Linked DNA regions of Mus musculus: region 2 is linked to region 1. Evidence: chromatin contacts called from public Hi-C data. All regions are on one chromosome and are shown on one strand. Each heading gives the region's core, a stretch centred on a gene start, on an enhancer-like site or on the middle of the called end of the contact. The rest is flanking DNA. Distances are from core to core; before and after follow the strand shown.

Evidence for each region. A called contact is a pair of places that touch in the nucleus more often than the background predicts.
Region 2: a contact with region 1 is called in a Hi-C map of the C2C12 cell line, with 3 times the contacts expected there. The contact joins two enhancer-like sites. A contact is called at or near these places in 2 of 39 promoter capture datasets (the 3T3-L1 cell line and the C10 cell line), 2 of 15 datasets of contacts at CTCF or cohesin (large pre-B cells and pro-B cells), 15 of 484 Hi-C or Micro-C datasets (the C10 cell line, the C2C12 cell line, DN3 thymocytes and 7 more), 1 of 115 datasets of contacts at active chromatin or transcription factors (heart atrium) and 3 of 9 other capture datasets (adipose tissue, liver and pancreatic islet).

What each region holds. Positions count from the first base shown.
Region 1 is chr11:44,909,101-44,912,886 of GRCm38.p6, forward strand. All of the region lies in intron 9 of Ebf1 (early B cell factor 1), which reads left to right. Among named protein-coding and RNA genes, the nearest start is that of Gm51859, 180 kb to the right of the region's middle. Within about 2 kb of position 2,396, at least 11 of the 459 cell types and tissues checked have an H3K27ac peak or open chromatin away from gene starts, as enhancers often do. A contact at or near this core is called in the C2C12 cell line, adipose tissue and pre-B cells, where this site is marked.
Region 2 is chr11:45,006,774-45,010,383 of GRCm38.p6, forward strand. It overlaps Ebf1 (early B cell factor 1), which reads left to right. Exons shown (of 16, transcript NM_007897.3): 16 at 1-1,323. Among named protein-coding and RNA genes, the nearest start is that of Gm51859, 80 kb to the right of the region's middle. Within about 2 kb of position 1,523, at least 28 of the 459 cell types and tissues checked have an H3K27ac peak or open chromatin away from gene starts, as enhancers often do. A contact at or near this core is called in the C2C12 cell line, adipose tissue and pre-B cells, where this site is marked.

The sequences.
Region 1 (3,786 bases), core at 1,146-3,645:
CTTGGAGTGGGAAGCAAGCTTTGTGACCTCTGATCCTACTGGTCTTAGCAGGTGCCACCACTTGGCTCTTCTAGATGCTCTATCTGTTTTCTTCTCGGAGGGACCACAGGAATGAGCTGAGAGTTGGCTGTAATGGTCGAGCATATTTTTCCTGACTAACAGACCAAAGTGGATCCTGTCCATTTTAAAGCTATCCACACACTCTCTGCACCAGCAGCCACCGGCTTGATGAGCAGTCACCCTTGCCAGCATGCTGTGCAGCCTTGGTAGTTTAATGCTCTGGCTAGAGCATTAAAGCTCTTATAAAGCTGAATCAGAACCAGGCTTCTCAGTCCATCCAACTAACTGTTATCTAAGCTAGAACATGCTGGGATAGAAAAGTGTACTAAACCTGTCCTTGCCAACTGTACTCCATTTTCCCCTGGAAGCATCAGGGACCACATGAGAAGGATCATCTCCACGGTTTATTTTGTTGCCTGCTGGTGTCCTCAGCCTTATGGGAACAGTGGCCCTGTACAAGATCAGGCTTTTCTAGGTTTTGAGAGCCACACCTTCAATATTTCCATCACTTTTTTTTATGGTTTATCAAGAAAGATAGGAATGGGAAAGAATAAACTCAAGGTGCTTCCTTGATGTGTGTGTCATGAAAATCAAACAAGGACTGGGGTAGGAATCAGAACGGGCATCAAGTGTCATGGGCTTGACAAAAGGCAGTTGATTCAAGGCATCCTGAAGATGCCCAAGGAGACTCTCTCTACCTTAGGTTAGCATCTAATCTAGGCTAAGCAGATTGCTTCAAAAGATCTGTCTCCACATAATGAACTTAATAGAACACATGAAAAGGAGCATCCACAGAAGCAGAGCATCTATTCTCTTCCCTCCCTTGATCCCTACTGCCACTGCCAAGTGGGTACCTGAGTCCTGCTTCACATTGCTCAGGCAAGGTGGCCTACAGGAAGACAGCATCAGGGCATCTGCTGGTTCTTTGCTCTTCTCCTTTGAAGTATCCTTGGGAGCTATGTCTTAAGTTAGGAGTTCTGTCTTGGTAAAAACTCATATTGCACTCTCTAGGAGAACTTAGCAGATATCCTTGTAGAATTAACAAGTTCACATAGCCAGATAGTGCAAGGCATCAGATCTGATCCATACAGTGTAATCTTTAAGGAGTAGATGTTCTGTTACCAAGAACAAATGCAATCTAGGTGAGGGAACAATCAAAGAGAGTGGACATGCAAGGGGAAAAGGTACAGAATAAGCCAAAGCAGAGAGTCGTAGTGAGAGCCAGGGTAGAGGTGATGATGACAGATAATCATAAAATTTAAACAAAAGATAATGAAGCAAACATGAAATCATGTGGCCATCTTTTGGTTTTGATGGGGCAAAATAACTCATCAGTCAAGTTCAAAGCCATTTTGTCAGGGCTTGGTTTGGATAGGATCAGAGCTCAATAGTGTAAGATCTATGAAAAGAGCTCTAGGAAAATGCACTTTAAGTAGCTGGCATTCTTTGAGCCCCTACTTCCAGCCAGGCAGCATGTCAGGTGTTTGTGATGGCTGTCATGCAAGCCTGGGGATGGCTGTTCTCTTTCAGGGACAGGAGCTGGAGCTTAGGGAACAGCTAGTAAGTTGGCCTGCTACTAAGTTTTTCAGTGCTAAGGAAGGGAATTCTCAGGTTCACACAGAAACTCTCAGGTTTACTTGTGGAGGTCAACCTCACAACGATTTTTGCTTTAACCTGGACCATGGTCCTCATCTGAAGATCTTATCTTCCAAGAGTTGTGTCCCCCCCACCCCTTGCCAGCACTGCTTTGTGTTGAGGGTGTCCCTATCAGTACTGTAACCTTTGCCAGTCTTATAGAAGTGACATGTACACTCAAAGATGTAAGAGGGAGATTCTTTGCTTTCTAGATGTGTGTGCTCTGTTTGGAGTCATTAACTTCTATGGAGAATTTATCCTTTTCAAAGCAAAGACCCATGCTGTAGCCAAGGAGTAAGACAACTAACCAGCTTTGGCTTCTTCCCTTGAAATGGGTCCCTGCTTATCCAATGTCTTAATTCCTAACCATATGATTGATGGGCATGCTATCCGTAAAATCCAGTTCATATCATCTGAAGTAGATTTTTTAAAAAATCTTTTTCTCCATTTCCCTGGCTCAATAGCCTGGATGGAGAACCGAGGCAGGTGAGCCAGGACAAGCAGATAGTGATGTAGATTAGCAGTTGATGCTATTATGCACAGTCTTTTTTTAGCTGAAGAATTTAAAAAAAAAGAAGGAAGGAAAGAAAGAAAGAGGCAGAGAAAATAGGACCAGAGTAATTTACCCTCACAGTACTCTCCCCCCCAACCACATCATCTTTTGCAAATGAGTAGTTTAGCTTGGCTCCCTGCTGTCCCTTGAGGGTTGGGAGAGAGAGAGAGAGAGAGAGAGAGAGAGGTGGCACTCTGTGGGTGCCTCCCGTGTGCCACACAGGACTCTCCTGATTACATTTTCCATCCTTTTGTTCTTTTCTTTTTTATTGTTTCTTGCCCTTTTCCCTGTCCTCCCTTTCACGCGATTATTTTACTGGTATTCTTAAGATCTTCTTCCCTACTCCCAATTACTTAGAAGAAAATGCATTGTAGTGTTTTATGTCTAAATTGAGGAAAACCACCAGGGTTGATGAGAGCTAATGTTGAATATGGGGGTGAGTCTTTTTTTTTAACTTGACCAGAAATGGGCTTGATGCTTTTACTTTACCACTCACAGGGCTGTGGAGCAGGGAGGGGCCTGTGCTACTGTTCTCTACAGATCACCATCTTTTCAGTATCTCTTCTGAATTCCTTCAATTCTGAAACAATGAGTAGCAGTTGGCTTGCCTGCCGGTTGTCTTAACACTGGGAGAGGTACCACAGGCAATTAAAGTCAGGCTTTGTGGGATCTGGTGTTTTACTTGGAAAGACAACTTGCTCCCATGAAACAAATTAGAGAGTTGCATAACATTTATATAATCTAGTATTAAATTTGTGGCTTACAATTCATGGCAAGGTTCTAGAAGACAGAGGGGACAGAGGCATAAGAAGGAGATGGTTCGAAAACTAATCAAGTCCCAGTTATATTTGGATGGTTCTGTGGTGGATATTTTAGGCTGTCACGATCCTTTTATTCAATCACAGAAATAACAAGGAGGAGGCACTCTAAGGTACTTAATTGGCCTATTTTGTTTGTTTGTTTTGTTTTGAGTGTAACCTTAGGATTGGTGGGCAGTGGTGAGGGTGGGGGTTGGGAGTTGGGGTGGGGCATACTATATTCCAAGCAATAGTGTAGATTTATAGGGGTTAATCTTGGGCAAAAAGAGTCAAAACTGGGCAGTAACTCTTGTCTTATTGCTTAGAAAACAGGGATTTATTCAGTGTTGGTGACTGGGCTTCAGTTTCCCCATTGGGAAAGGAAGATTCTACACTGCATCTTTTTAAAAGCCAGTTGTAGCACGATTCCTTTTCTCTTGAGCATTCTCCCCAGAACAACGCCACTAGAGCCAAAAGTGGACAGAGTCACAGGCAGGAGAAACTTTTCTCTTCTCTTCTCTTCTCTTCTCTTCTCTTCTCTTCTCTTCTCTTCTCTTCTCTTCTCTTCTCTTCTCTTCTCTTCTCTTCTCTTCTCTTCTCTTCTCTTCTCTCCTCTCCTCTCCTCTCCTCTCCTCTCCTCTCCTCTCCTCTCCTCTTCTCTTCTTTTCTTTTCTTCCCTTCCAACCACACCCAGCAGTACACATACGCCATGCCCATTTGCAAACTAATTCTTAGAACATC
Region 2 (3,610 bases), core at 273-2,772, 97 kb after region 1:
GTAATATGCATGGAATCTCTCCCTTTGGAGTGACGCATTTTGTGCATTAAATTTGGGGGAGAAACTTCATAGAGATCAATGAACATACTTTCTTTCTTAAGTCTGCTTGTATATTCTCTGTCTTTCACATAAATATAAACCAGCAGATTGGATGCCTTAACAATGCAAATCATATCCATTTCACCTGTACATTGTACTGTGCACCCCCCCCAACTGTCAGCCATCACTAACATTCTAAGAAAAAAAAAAAAGAAAAAGAAGAAAAAAAAAGAGAGAAATCGAAAAGCACAAAAGAACTGTTTTGTTACTTTAAGACAATGTTACTTTTTCTAGTAGAGCAAGAGAACATTAACAAAGCTGCGACTGTGCATGCCCGGATGGATTTCAACGGTTTTCACTAGACTGTCAGAGTGCGGATTTTTATGGGTTGGGGAGGGGAGGGGAGGGAAGTTGGGGGGGTTGGTAGGGGAGGGGAGGGAGGAAAGCTGATTTTTCATGGTGAGAAATAATAATAATGACAACTGATGATAATAATAATAATAATAAAAATAAAAAGAAACTGGAAAAAAATATAAGCAAGGTTTAGCATTGCTTCTCCGTACTCAGAAAGGTTGTCTGAATTCGTGTGGTAAGCGCTGGCCTCAAGATGTCTAACGTCTAAAGCCATATTTTGTCTGGTGAGCCAGACAACTGTCTGCAAAGGAACGAGCAGCAAGCCGGTGAGGTGTCCGGCTCAGACCCTGACAAAAGACGCCACCAATCTGTTAGCCACGTGCTGTGACGTGATGAGAACTTTACTGGAAAGCCCAAAGAGCCTTTAAAAAGAAAATGTGTATCAATTGTGTTTTGTTACTTCTGTTTGATTAGCCGATGGAGAAGTAGTTTGGTTTTAGGAACCACTTTCTTCTACACAAAATCTTGTTTTTAAGTCCCTTTAAGATATAGCCCCCTAAATACAGAATATGGCTTTTAAAAAGAAGATGGAGTAGAGAATTCAATTCAGATTTCCGTTTTGGGGGAAGAGCCCTGCCTCTGGATGACTGGATATGTCCACGCCATGCCCGGCCTCACAATGTAGGATGCAGCTCCATGAACTCATTCTGCAAATCTTTCACCTTCTTTTCAAACGTTTTCAATAGACACACACTGTACAATCCAATTGTTAGAGCACTCAACTACTGTAGAGATTGTTATATTTCATTCTTTTTTATTTCTTTCTTTCTTTTCTTTTCTTCTCCTTTTTTTTTTTCAAAAATTCAAACTGTAAAAAACTTTTCAACGTTCACGATATTTAATTAAAGTTACTTCCTGTCTGTGATAGCAGCTCCTAGTGGCGTGTTCATTTCTCTATGGCAGAAGAGAAGAGCAACACTCAATGGACTGCAAAAGGCCCGGGTTTGCTATTATTCGGGCCAGTGTTAACACCCAGAGAGAATTAGCCTAGGCCTGGGGCACCCACTTCCTTTCTTTGTAGGTCCCACCGGGATCTGCTAATTTGGAATGCAAATTGAACACGCACAGCGTACTGCTGCCCTCTGCTGGCATGAGCCAGGTGTGCACGTGCTGGCCCACATTGGTGGCAAGAGCCCCCAGTCCTATTGTCAGTGAACAGTGAGATTCCCCCCATGATAGGGGCTGAATTGGGAATCCAGGAACTGGTCATTCTAGAACACCATCCTCTGCCCTGGAAGGCTGAGCTAAACTCTTCCTATGCAACTGCTAATTAATCCCAGTGTGCCTCCTGGTCAATTAATTATGTGCCCTGGCTTGCTGATGAGACGTGTGACTAGAGAACATATATATATATATATATATATATATATATATATATATATATATATATATATATGTATATATATATATGTATATATATATATATATAAACTTTGTGTGGATAATAGTTTTTTTTTTCTTTTTCCTGGTTGACAAAACCACATCTGTCTGGAATTGAAAGTTACAGGCACTCAGTCGTTGTGCAAACTTCATAGGTCCACAGAAGATATACACACATCTGGGACCGGGTCATTTAAGGATACATCTTTCCATTGTACGTTCCATGTCTTCACTAATTTTGCAATGACTGGACACGATGAGGTTAATGGCGCTTACAAAATGCCTCGACCAACAGAAACTCCATGGCCAGACCTAAGAGGGTGTCCCATAACCACCAGCACATTCATTTGTGGGAGGCACTGCTATGGCACTACCCTGAAATACAGCCCAAGGTAAGGTCATGAAAGGCCACCCCATGTAAGCCAGAACATACAGAAGCTGCTGTCCTGTCTCCATGGAGACTCCTACCTGATCAGCTTGGCCATCCCCTATTTTTTCAATTCTGTATCAGTTGCAGAGGAGAAACACTGAGCAAAAGGTTCAGGATGACTTCAGGATGCATGTGGTGCCAGACAAGACAACCCGCTTCCACGTCATCCATGTCTATGATGCTTAAACTGCAAGAGGCAGACATATGCCAGAGCTCCACAGAATAAAAACAGATAACCACACTCTGAATTGGCTTAGAACTCCGTAAGGCCTACCTCTTGACAGCATTCATTCATTCATTCATTCATTCACTCATTCATTCATTTGTTCCCTTAAACCTCAAGCATTTGGCATGCCTATGACCCTTGATGAGGAGTAGTGGACCCATTCGTAAGAACACTGGCATTGTTCCCACTCTTGGCGCTTACAATAGAAAAATTGACATAAACCCACAACACACATAACATCTAACGAGGGTATTGAGGTCCGAGTCAAGAATGCTTTGAAGGTATAACATCGTGAGGTCTGACATAATCTAAGGACTTTCTGGAAAAGTCTTCTAGAGAAAGTAGTAGTTGAGCTGAGGCAGAAAGAGTGAGCAGCCGAGGCAGAATGGCTGACAGTGTGATGACTGAACTTGAAGTAAGATGAAGGGCACCCAAGAGCAGAGAGACTGTGTGAGTGGAGTGCACAGATGCCCACAGTGACTTTGTGGGGCACAACGACTCCAATTCACAGCATATTCTGGGCACCTAGCATGGGTTTGGTGTGTTAGATGCTAAGGAGCCAATCAGCTGAGGTGCCTTCACGCAGAGCCTCTGACAAACTCACAAACTCACGGTCCCTGAATGTTCACAAAGGCGGTGGTGTATTTAAATCTGGCAAAATTCCTTGGGGTTAAGCTGACAGGCAGAGAGAAGGAGAGACAGAGAGACACACATAGATAGACAGAGAGAGACAGAAAGAATTTATCCATGAGAGAGAAAAGGAGGGAGGGATGGGAGAAGGGAGGGAGTGAAGGGGAGGCAGGGGCTGGATACAGCCACCAGCAATCACATGCTGCATCTGAAGTGAACATATGGCCAGAGTTGCTCCAGACAATTTGCCCTCACCAGAATGTATGGTCTTCACATCCTTTGGTCACTTTAGGACTTGGTAGATTTCTTTTCTCCAGCATTTGGAGTTGATGATGTTTCACTTTATAAATGTTGAAATCCAATTTAGAAGCAATGATTCAAAACCATAAGTGTTAGTGGCTTGAGAGATGGCTTAGTACTTACGAGTACTGGCTGCTCTTGTAGAGGACCCAGATTAAGTTCCTAGCACTTACATGATGGATCATAATCGT